Regions from separate parts of the Mus musculus genome. Here region 2 is linked to region 1. The links are chromatin contacts, called in public Micro-C maps. All regions are on one chromosome and are shown on one strand. Each heading gives the region's core, a stretch centred on a gene start, on an enhancer-like site or on the middle of the called end of the contact. The rest is flanking DNA. Distances are from core to core; before and after follow the strand shown.

What was found. A called contact is a pair of places that touch in the nucleus more often than the background predicts.
Region 2: a Micro-C map of muscle stem cells shows a contact between it and region 1, with 5 times the contacts expected there. The contact joins two enhancer-like sites. A contact is called at or near these places in 15 of 39 promoter capture datasets (the 3T3-L1 cell line, the C10 cell line, the HPC-7 cell line and 7 more), 8 of 15 datasets of contacts at CTCF or cohesin (CD8 T cells, the NIH/3T3 cell line, embryonic stem cells and 4 more), 187 of 484 Hi-C or Micro-C datasets (the 3T3-L1 cell line, 3T3-L1-derived adipocytes, the AML12 cell line and 101 more), 30 of 115 datasets of contacts at active chromatin or transcription factors (the NIH/3T3 cell line, PVALB interneurons, Th17 cells and 25 more) and 2 of 9 other capture datasets (embryonic stem cells and embryonic tail).

The regions. Positions count from the first base shown.
Region 1 is chr3:28,169,899-28,175,607 of GRCm38.p6, reverse strand. No RefSeq gene overlaps it. Among named protein-coding and RNA genes, the nearest start is that of Gm42196, 3.8 kb to the left of the region's middle. Within about 2 kb of position 4,172, at least 82 of the 459 cell types and tissues checked have an H3K27ac peak or open chromatin away from gene starts, as enhancers often do. A contact at or near this core is called in the AML12 cell line and muscle stem cells, where this site is marked.
Region 2 is chr3:28,732,045-28,737,577 of GRCm38.p6, reverse strand. All of the region lies in intron 2 of 1700112D23Rik (RIKEN cDNA 1700112D23 gene), which reads left to right. Among named protein-coding and RNA genes, the nearest start is that of Slc2a2, 37 kb to the right of the region's middle. Within about 2 kb of position 2,692, at least 43 of the 459 cell types and tissues checked have an H3K27ac peak or open chromatin away from gene starts, as enhancers often do. A contact at or near this core is called in the AML12 cell line and muscle stem cells, where this site is marked.

The DNA of each region.
Region 1 (5,709 bases), core at 2,923-5,422:
GGAGGCAAGAGGGTTTTTTAGGGCTTGTAGGCCAGTCAGTCTGCCCTAATAAGTGAAAGACCCTGTCTCAAAAAACAAGGTAGACAGTAACTGAGAAGGACACCCCAAATCAACCTCTGACCTTTACAGGTGCACATGCATATATATATATATGCACTCACAAACATGTACAGGCAAACACCACACACACATACACACACACACACACACACACACACACACACACACACCATTTATCAAGCTTCATCACAATGTGGAGCTCTATAGAAAAATGCAACAATAAAAATGGACAAATATCTGTCTTCCCCAAATCTAGTAGGGAAACATAGAAAGCGTGTTCACAAGCATATAATTAAAGACGAATCCTGTACAAATCTGTAGTTAGAAGGATCAAGAGAGACTGTGAAGCAGATGATATGGGAGGCAGACTTTGTAAATGTGGAAGGACTAGCATGAAGTAATCCTCGCTAGAGAAAACTGTATAAACAACTGGTGGAGTGAGAACACTGAGTCTGTGGCAAACTCAATGATCTGGTTTCAGGTGCTCAAAGGTAAGAATAAGAAAGGCTCAAGGCTGGGTTAGCGGTCAGGTGGGAGAGTGCCTACCCAGCATGCACAGAGTCGTGGCTTCAGTCCCCAAGCACCAATTGGACATGGAGTTAAGACCTGGAATCTCAGCACCCAGAAAGTAGAGGCTTCAGAAGTTCAAGGTCACCCTCAGCTACATAAGTAATTCCAAAGCACCTTATCAAAAAAGAAAGGAAGGAAGGGGGAGGAAAGAAGGAAGGAAGGAAGGAAGGAAGGAAGGATGGAAAGAAGGGAAGGAAGGAAGGAAGGAAGGAAGGAAGGAAGGAAGGAGGGAGGAAAGAAAGAAAGAAAGAAAGAAAGAAAGAAAGAAAGAAAGAAAGAAAGAAAGAAAGAAAGAAAGGAAGGAGGAGAAAAGAAGGAAGGAAGGAAGGAAGGAAGGAAGGAGGAGGAAAGAAGGAAGGAAGGAAGGAAGGAAGAAAAGAAAGAAAGAAAGAAAGAAAGAAAGAAAGAAAGAAGGGAGGGAGGGAGGGAGGGAGGGAGGGAGGGAAGGAAGGAAGGAAGGAAGGAAGGAAGAAAAGAAAGAAAGAAAGAAAGAAAGAAAGAAAGAAAGAAAGAAAGAAAGAAAGAAAGAAAGGGAAAGAAAGAGAGGAAGCAAAGAAAAGGAAAGAAAGAAAGGAAAAGAAAGAAAATAGTCAGGGCACAATATTTTCAGGGTTCTTAAATGTCAACTTAAGGAGTTGAGGTCTGTTCCAGAAGCTACACAATAGAAACCATCAAAGCAAAGAGTTAATGTGGTATGGAGGATGATGGGAGCTGGAAGAGAGACAGGGAGGGTCCTGGCACAGGGCAGACACGACAGAGATGGGTCCATTGAAAATCAAAGACAAAATATGCAGTTTCACAGCTAATTAGATGTAGACTCTCCTAGGTCCTTCACACCGTTCTGTGTACAGTAAATAACTGAGCCGTTTTGCCCCAGGTGTCTCAGATAGTGGCAGTTAAAAAACAAGAAAAGTAGCCTCCGATTCAATTGCAATGGTTGTAATTATTGCTTCCTCTACCCTTTCAGTCCCTGCTTCACACTTATGGCCACGCGGCAATGACATTCCCAGGTCACTGATTCTTAAGCTTTAGTGCATTAAAACCACCTGGAGGCTTTGTCATAACACAGGCTGTGATATTTTAAGAAATTGGATTTCTGGACTGGAGAGGCAGCTCACTTAGTAGCTCCTAGTTCCTCCCTAGGATTCTAGGAGACAAGATTTGTAACCCAGCACTGAATAGATTGAGTATGGTGGCACATGTCTGTAATCCCAGGACTTGAGAGGAACGGGCAAGAAAGGTTTAAAGTTTACCCTGGCTATATGTGATTCTCAGGCCATTCTGGGCTGCAGGCAGCTTTGTCTCAAAGAGGTAGGGAAGGAGGAGGGAAAAGAAAAGACTAGACTCTATTGGGTGTCTATGACAGTTCTCTACCTTCCTAATGCTGAGACAACTTAATATAGTTCCTCATGTTATGGAGACCCCCAATCATAATTTTTTTTTTCGAGACAGGGTTTCTTTGTATAGCCCTGGCTGTCCTGGAACTCACTTTGTAGACCAGGCTGGCCTCGAACTCAGACATCTGCCTGCCTCTATAAATGTTTTATTACTACTTCACTGCTATAGTTTTGCTTCTATTATAAATTGAAATGTAAGTATCTATGTTTTCTGATTATCTTAGGCAACCCCTGTGAAAGGGTCATTTGCCCCTAAAGGGGCTGAGGCCCACAGGTTGAGAACCGCTGGTCTCAGCAATGACGACGTGGCTGTTCTGTGGACTGAACGTGAAGTCCCGCTTCTGCAGGTCTCCTGTGGCCACCTTTGTAACTACGGGGCCGAACAGAAGCAGCAGAGGAAGCCACTGAGTCCAAGAACACTCTTCTTGTTCTTTGAACCGGCATTATTTGAGATGCCTGGAGCAAAGAGGCTCAGAGATTTATTTCCTGAACACAAAACATTATGGTGTAACTTTGTAATCACAGCTATCGTCAGGATCAAATCCTATCTCTGCCTGTTGTACTACTGACTAATTCCTCGAAGTCTCCAATCATTGCAGGTTATATTTATTATTCCTCACATATTATTTTATATTAATATCTGGATAATAATTACCACTGCATAGGGTTGTGAGGAACAGTCGTGGAAACCCATAGAAAGTACTTGGTTGTATGCCAAGATGCACATAAAATGAAATATGGAAATGTATATGATATTTATAAGAACTTTTTAATTGATAGAAGGTAAGGAAGGATTGATAATGCCAACATCTGCTGAGCTGAAGGTAAGAGGACCAAAGTTCAAAGTCAACCATCAGTTCTCCGAGTGAATTCAAGACAGCCTGGACCATGTGAGACTTAGACTAAACAAACAAATAAAACTCACGGAGATGTCACTCTTCCTATTTTCTGTTTGGTTTTGTTTAGCTTTTGTGACATTTTTTTCTTCTTGCCATCTTACCCTGTTTAGGTTGCTGTGACAGTGTACTGTACAGGGTTGACGATGCGGGCTGAGCAGTGGAGTGTCGGGCTAGCGCTGGCTTTCACCAGCAGCTCTGCAGAGAGGTGGCACGTCCCTGTGAGACTAGCAGTATGAGAACCAGTTCAAGGTCACTCTCAGTGACAAACATAATCATCTGTCCAAAAGAAAGAAAGAAAGAAAGAAAGAAAGAAAGAAAGAAAGAAAGAAAGAAAGAAAGAAAGAAAAGACAAAAAAGCATACCAGGGTCTACTGAGCCCCATGGAGCACTGTGTAGCCATACATGGTGAGTTTGGCTCCTTCCCTACACTAACCCTTCCGTGAGAGTGAAGTGGTCACCTCAGTCACCATCTGGTTTGTCAGCCCCTTGGGGACAACGAAGACCCCCAGGGGTGGTCATGACTTTGGATTAATCATTTTCTCTCCATAGCTCGTTACAAACATCAGCACGTTCAGTCTCAAAGAACATAGTAAGATTCGCTTTCCTGGCAACTTCCTGCTAGCTGGGACAGTGTCCGGAAGAGGGAAAGGAACAGATACCTGAACCCAGAGGGAGGAGGAGTCAGGGGGAGGATAGAAAGCTTCCTGTTTGGACTTTTGTGCCTATTTCCAACCTATTAGCATCGTTGTCTGTGGACCTTGAGGCTTTGGGTCTGGTCCTGAGGTTTTTACCAGTGCAACTGTCTGGGGCTTGTCCCCAGCAAAGAAGGCAGCAAGGAAGCATTTCTCTTTAACCAGATAAGTCTGGTGTCGCACCATCCACGAGGGACGCGGAAGGCAGGTACTCCTATAGGGAGGACCATCTCAGGTTGAGCCTGTGTCTTGGGAACTTGAATTCCCCACCCTGCAAAACGAGCTTGGAAATCAGATACCCCTTCCCCTCAGTTTGCTGCAGGGGGGATGGTGGAGGGAGCCTTGAAGAGAATGGGATGAGGTTTTCCTGCTGTGGGCTCCCCAAGTCAGACGTTGTCACGGGTTAGCAGAAAGAGCAGCGTTCCATTCATCCGAAGACAAGGGAAGTGGCTGTGTAAACCAGATATTGTTTCTTGTGGCAGGCACTGTCCTATGCATGGTAGGTATTTGGCAATAGCTCTCTTTTCTGCTTATTACACTTCCTCTTCCGGTGATTGCATAATCCAAAAATGTCTAGACGTTGCCAACAGCCCCCAGGGGGCGATAATCACGTGGCCTGAGACCTGCTGCTCTCTGGTGCGGTTCTCTGCTGGAATCACTCAAAGAACACTTGGTCCGTTCCCTGCTTCTAGAAAACACTAAAACTCCCCGTGAAAAGGTAATTTAGAGGAAGTAGAACACAGTCTCAAAACAGTAGGCACAGAAAGGCAGGTGGAAGCCGATGAAATAAAACCTTTTTTTTTCCAGGTAAGGAAAAGGAGACAGGAAGCTTGTGATATGCCTCAGGCCCAAAGATGAGTCAGAGGGAAATCAGGGAGGGTAAGAGGAGTATAGGGTCTGACCTTCAGTCAAAGAAAAACAGCTCCATCCTTCCCCCTTCCCTCCCCTCCTTCAGTTGGGATCTACGTGGGAACAAATGTCGGTTGTTTTAGAAGCTGGTGGAACGTTCAGAAATGTTTCCTTTAAATGAAGGGCAAAAGGCGGGGTCAGGGGGAGCGGAGAAAAGCTAGAATTGCTGACTTAAGAAATGTAGTTTACCTGGTCCACTGCTGCCACTGCCTCAGACCCTCCCGCTTGCCTGGCTGGCTGGCTGCATGGCTTCTCCTATTGGACAGACGAGGAGCTGGAGCTTCAGTCAGAAGGCTAGCAGTGAGGCTGGGGTCAGGCCTAGGGATTGTCCCCAGGAGCAGCTCCTCCTCTGGCCTTGCCCTGCCTCTGGACCATCCACAAAGCCAGACTCGGTCATATCATCCCCCTCTCTTCTCCCGTTTTTGAAACAGGATCTCCAGGAATTAGGCTGACCTGGAACTTGCTAAATAGATGAAGATGGACTTCCGATCCTCCTGCCTCCTGCTGGGATTCCAGGCCTTTGGCATCAAGTCCAGGCTATGGAGTGCTAGGACTCATCCACTAGGGGCTTTGTACACTAGGCAGGCACCCTACCAATGGAACTGCATCCCAGGTCCTCAGGGTGTTCTGTTCTCTAAGGGATCCCTTTTGTTTACCTCAAGGATAGTTAAAAGTCCTTGTCTGTAACAGCGGCACCCAGAGGTATCCCTCTCGGGGGTTTCCCTGGTCCCCTGCATTCTGATGGTGCAGAAAAAACTAACAGGAGATTGTTGCTTGACAATAAGTATCTCTCATTGGCTGTCTCAGGCCTCAGCACCTCCCTCTGGGCCTATCCCAGCAGGTGGGCTGGGGTGCAGGTGGGGCTCTCCATTCTGATCTTCTGGAAGAATGGCTTCCCCAAACCTCCTTGATAGGACACTTTTCTCCCTCCCTCTCTCCCTCTCTCCTTTCCTCCCTCCCTCCTTCATTCCTCCCTCCCTCTTCCCTCCTTCCCTCTCCTCTTCCTTCCTCCCTCTCTCATTCCTCTCTTCCTCCCTCCCTATCTTCCTCCTTCATTTCTTTCTTTCTTCCCTTCCTTCCTCCCTTCTCTCCCTTCTTTCCCTTCTTCCTTCCTTCATCCTTCCTTCATCCCATTTCTGTGTTCACAGTATGTGTGATGTGTCAGAGGGAGCCATTTTTCCA
Region 2 (5,533 bases), core at 1,443-3,942, 560 kb before region 1:
TGATGACACCGGCAGAGCTGGCGGTGAGTAAATAAGGTTGGGGCTGTGTGCTTTTGGCAGCACCCCACCCACATGCCAGTTCAAGAAAGCGCCCATGAACAAAAGCGTTTGAGTGTTTCGAATTAGGAACTAAATTACTTTTAGAAGTAAAGAATCAGAATAGTGGTAGGTAGCTCCAGTTACTTATTTGACAAAACAGAGGAGAGCTGATGGGGCTTGTCTTAATGTATTAGGAAAACAACCTCTGGGCCCCTGCTGACAGGACAGTTTCTCCAAGTGCTATTAATTAGAATGTGTTATTAGCTAACAGCAGGGAGCACACACCCTTTGCATGTTAACTAAAGTGCAATCGCCATTTAGCTAGTGGGCCTTGCTCAGTCTTCAAAACAGTCTTAATCATTAGTGAGTTAGTTAAACTATAACATCATGAGATAAAAATAATCACTGGTGTCACTTGGGAACAAGTTTGAACTGGACTGGTCAGATGTTCTCAGTATAGTCAGTGCTGACTGCGTTGATTGCTGGGTGACAGTCAGCTATGGACACATCTGGACAAACCCAGCTCCAGATGCAGCCACTTCCACTGCTCTCCCAGGGTTGCACAGTATCCTGAGATCAGAGGGACTGGCACATTGCTGCATTTTGCTGAAGTTGGGTGTGAAGGGGTGGTACTGGGGGCTCCATCTTCAACTCTCAGTTACCCAGAATCTTACAATATATAGTTGCAATTCATGTATTTCTGATGTTTTATTTTCTAATTAATTAATTATTATTGACTCTACCTTGGTAGGTGTTGAAATGGTGGCAAAGCTCATTCAAGCCTCCTTGGTTGATCTTGGGAGAGTGCTTCAGTACTAGCGCAGAGGTTGTGAGGAGAAGCTAACATTCTCTTGCAGGGGTATCTCTTTTCCATTTTTTAAAAATGATGGATGTGTGTAAAATATATTCAGAGATGAAGAATAACGTACATGTAAGATAGAGAGACTGAATAATGTGTGTGTTCTGCATACCAACATTTGTCACATTTGCCATCTTTATTCCACTTAATAAGATGACTTTCCCCATTTCATTTACTTTCCAGCACATGACACATGTTCATTCTCTCTTATGGTGGAAACAATGCTCCCATGCATGTGTTTGGCATGTCACATTGGTTCATCCATTTGTTTTTGATGGACATCTAGGTATTTCCTTGTCTTGGCCGTTATGAATACTCCTGCATAAACATGGATATCTTTGTATATCTATGTGATATCCTGCTTTAGATCGCATCTTGTGTATACCCAGGAGTGGGATATCTGGATCATACAGTAGTCTTACCTCATATTTTTTGGCAGATATTGGCAGTCACAGTGCTTGCATTAGTGCACTGGCTCAGAAGGAGTGTGTAAGATAGTCTTCTCTCTGCATCCTTACATGGGTGGTTGTTTCTGACTTGGGGAAGATGGAATCTCACTGCAGTTTTGGTTAAACATTTTTTTACATATGTATTTGTTGGACATTTGTAATATTTTCTTTTTAAAAATAAATTTACTGGGGCTCAGTGTTGAAGACCACTTGCTGCTCTTGCTGAGTTTTGTTCCCAGCATGCACATGGTGGCTCATAACTATAACTTTGGTTCCAGGGGATCCAATGACTTCTTCAGACCTCTGCGTGCATCACACGTGCACATGTACACATACATACATGCAGGGAAAAGTGTATACATATAAAATAAATAATGTTTAAAAGCTTAGCATACAAAGTTTTACAGGTCTTCTTAGGGACATTCCATATATCCTTCCTTCTCTAAGCTTGCTATTCCCATTCCTCATGCCCCTCTACCAGCCTTCCCCGCTGCCTCCGGAACCCCCTTAGCTTGCTACTCCCGTTCCCTGCTCCCCCACTCCCTCCAGCACCCCCTTTAGAGTTTATATGCCATGTAGTCACCTTCCTCCTGGTGCTGTTCCCTTAGGATCTCCTCTCCCATCTCACAGGCTCCTTTCCAGTTTCCTGGCCTTTCCCCTCAGTGCCCCCACCTAGACACACCTAGTAAATGGCTAAAGCTGTGATCTACAGAGGAAAGAGAAGAGAGGGTCTCTATCTCTCTGAGCCCTGATTACCTTGTTGTACTTATCTATTCTCCTACAGATTATATATTTTTTATGCACAAATAAGATTCTATTGACCCAATACTCAAATAAGCCAATTTTCTTCATAGTCTATAGATGAAGTTCTGTACCATTTGCTATGACCTGACCACTCACCTCTCTTGCCAGTTCACACTCAACACTCCAAATTCAGTTAGCTGCTTTGGCACAGTAGACAATAAGGGTGCAATGAGTTCATATGTGGGGGACCCTAATCAAGAGGGGCAGTGTACTTGTTAGAAAGCACACATGCTAGAAGTCTCTTCCTCCCCCCATGTGCACACACAGTTCTCCTGCCTGCCCAACTGTGAGAAACAGTTCAATACTGGTCTAGGTGTTTTGTCACAGCAGGACAGGCTGGCTGATACTCCATTTAGGGACGAAATAACTTGCACATCACACAGTCACACTTGAGCTAATGCATTCTTTGAGGGTGACTATTTGGGCCTAAGCAAGATTAATGCTGTCTTTATTTTCATTTCACACAGGAGTGAGTGACTGAAACTTGAAACTGTGTGACTTGCCCAGAATGACTCAGCTGAGAACTCTGTGATGAGGGTGCATGCAGCCCTGCAATGCTGCTGGCCCTGTGGTGAGGGCACAGCCCAGCAATGCTGCTGGCCCTGTGGTGAGGGCACAGCCCAGCAATGCTGCTGGCTTCAGTGCTTAATCCAGGAGTTACTTACCTCTAGGAATCCTGTTCAGAGCACAGGCCCGTCTTACTCTTTGTCTGCTGAAGGCTGTCTATACAACATGAATAACCGTAACTTTTCTACATTGTCTCACAAATGTCTACAGATTTTAATCCATCTCTTATTTCCTCTTTCTTCCTAATAGCAAGCTTTGCCCACTGCTGTTGTTGTTTTAGATGAGTCTTGTTTTGTAGTCCACTCTGGACTTGAACCAGCAATCCCGTTTCCTTAGCATCTTGAGTACTGGGGTCTCAGGTATGTGCCATATACTTAGCTGTTGCTATCAAACTTTCTCATGCTCTGTTATTTGCCTTCCTCTAATTCACCCTGAAGTTCTTTCTCTATTCCTCTTTTCTCTCAGCCTAGAAACATTCACATATGATTAGGGTTGGTTTTTAATGCCAGCTTGTCACAGATTTCAGTGGCCTTCATAGATACTCATCTGAAAAAGTTCCCTGGTCATCTTGATTGATGTGGGGAGATCTGCCCTCTGGTAGAAGCATCTTCTAGTAGCAGTTCAGACAAAAATGGCAGAAAGAAATCGGCCTCCTCACCCGTTGCTTGCTTGGTCTTCCCTCTTGCCTCCAAGTTAACTTGCTCTGTTGCTGTTGCTGCTTCCTTTGCTGAGATGAGAATGAGCCTTTCAAGCTTTCTTTGTAGCACAGGGACCACACACCCCCATTGGTTCTGTTCCTCTGCAGGATCCTGACTAATCCATATTCTCTTTCATCATAATAAGACCTTGCATTGGTCTTCAGCTTGCAGATGCATTTCTTATCCCAGCATGCACCTCTAGGAGAAGGTAATCTGTCTCTCATTTCTTTTCTATTATTAGAAGCAGGATACATAATGAAGAAAACTGGGAGAACATGTTCAAATGGAGAACAGTCCACACCACACAAGTTCTTTACTTTTTTACTTCATAAAATTAAAAGCCAAGATTGTTGAACTGATTTTAAAATTTTCATCTCTCTGTCTCTCTGTCTCCCTCTGTCTGTCTGTCTGTCTGTGTGTGTGTGTGTGTGTGTGTGTGTGTGTGTGTGTACACATATGGAGGTCTATGAACAACTTATGGGAGTCAGCTCTCTCCTTCCACTATGTGGGCCTAGGGATGGAACTCAGGTCATCAGGCTTGGTGTCAAGTGTATTACACCTGAAGATATCTCACCGGCCCTGGAAATGTTTGGGCTATATGTCAGGGTTTTCCAGAGTAACAGAACTTACAGAATGAATCTCTCTCTCTCTCTCTCTCTCTCTCTCTCTCTCTCTCTCCCTCCTCCCCCTCCCTCTTCCCCCTCTGTCTCCATCTCCATCTTCATTCATATATATATATATTCCAGTCCAAGATTCTAGTACTTGTTCAGGCCATTAGCTGTATGTTTCAGCTGGTCTTCAATATGTGTTGGAATCTTGAAGAAGTAGGCTCTGATGCCAATGAAGGACTGGACTTGCTAGTGAGGTAAAAGCAAACAAAGAGCAACAACTTTCTTCTTTCATGTCTTACAGAAGATTCCAGAAGAAGGCGTGGCCCAGATTAGAGCTGGGTCTTCCTATCTTGAGAGTCAAGATTAGAACTAGATCTTACCACTTCAAATTAAGCAAAAATATCTCATATGTGTGCCCCATTTTGGGGGGGGGGGGCTTAGTTAATTCAAGATGTAGTCAAGCTGACAACCAGGAATAGTCATCACAGGCTATAACTTATAAATGGCTTGCGGAATTAAATAACATTGCTTATTTTATTCCTATTGGTCTACTTAGGAAAATATTTTCCTAAACAATTTTTATAGGCTTATTTTATTTGTGTGTGTGTGTGTGTGTGTGTGTGTGTGTGTGTGTATGTGTATGATGTGTATGCTATGTGTGTGTACGTGGGTATGAGTTTCCTGCAGTCAGTTGAGGCTGCCATGTGGGTGCTGGGAACTGAACCTGGTTCCTCTTCAAGAACAGTGACAGCTCCTAATTGCCTAGCCATTTCTCAAATCCTTTACATTTTTAAACAACTTTTTAATAAACTTTTAAAAAATTATCTATATTTGTATGTTGAATATTACTTCAAAATATTCAACATATTTCAAAATATAATTTTGAATACTTATATTTAGAATAACAATAAGTGGTCATTGAATTTATATTGAATACTATTTTATTTTACAAATAAGAACTCCTCATCTATTAATAGGCAGGTTGATCACAAAAATACTTAACCCATACCATTTCCTCATATTTCTTTTTTATAATGTTAGGCTTGTACATACAAAATTGGTGATATACAACTGGGCCACACCTACTTCTTGTTGAGATAAATTTGTAAAATAACTGATTATCTGATGAATTTGATTTTGTCAAAATTATAGGTGTTCCATTATCTGTATTTGCTAATAACCATACATACTAACCCAATCAGAAAAAAAAAGGCATAACATTTTGGGTTTGTAAACACAATAGATTTTTATAGTTAAAATTATAGACATTTTTGTTAAAGTTATTTATAATAATGTGTAAAATATTAAAATATATATTACTTTAAGACAAAATTCTTTAGGGGAAGTGAATAAAAGTAGTGATAAAAATACAATAAAATTTACAACTTAAAGAAAAGTTTGTGCATATTCCTTACAATGATAGCATATTATGAAGTTTGTACATATTCCTTACAATGATAGCGTATGAATGAAGAAAGAGACATAGAGGAAGGGCTTATTGGTGTG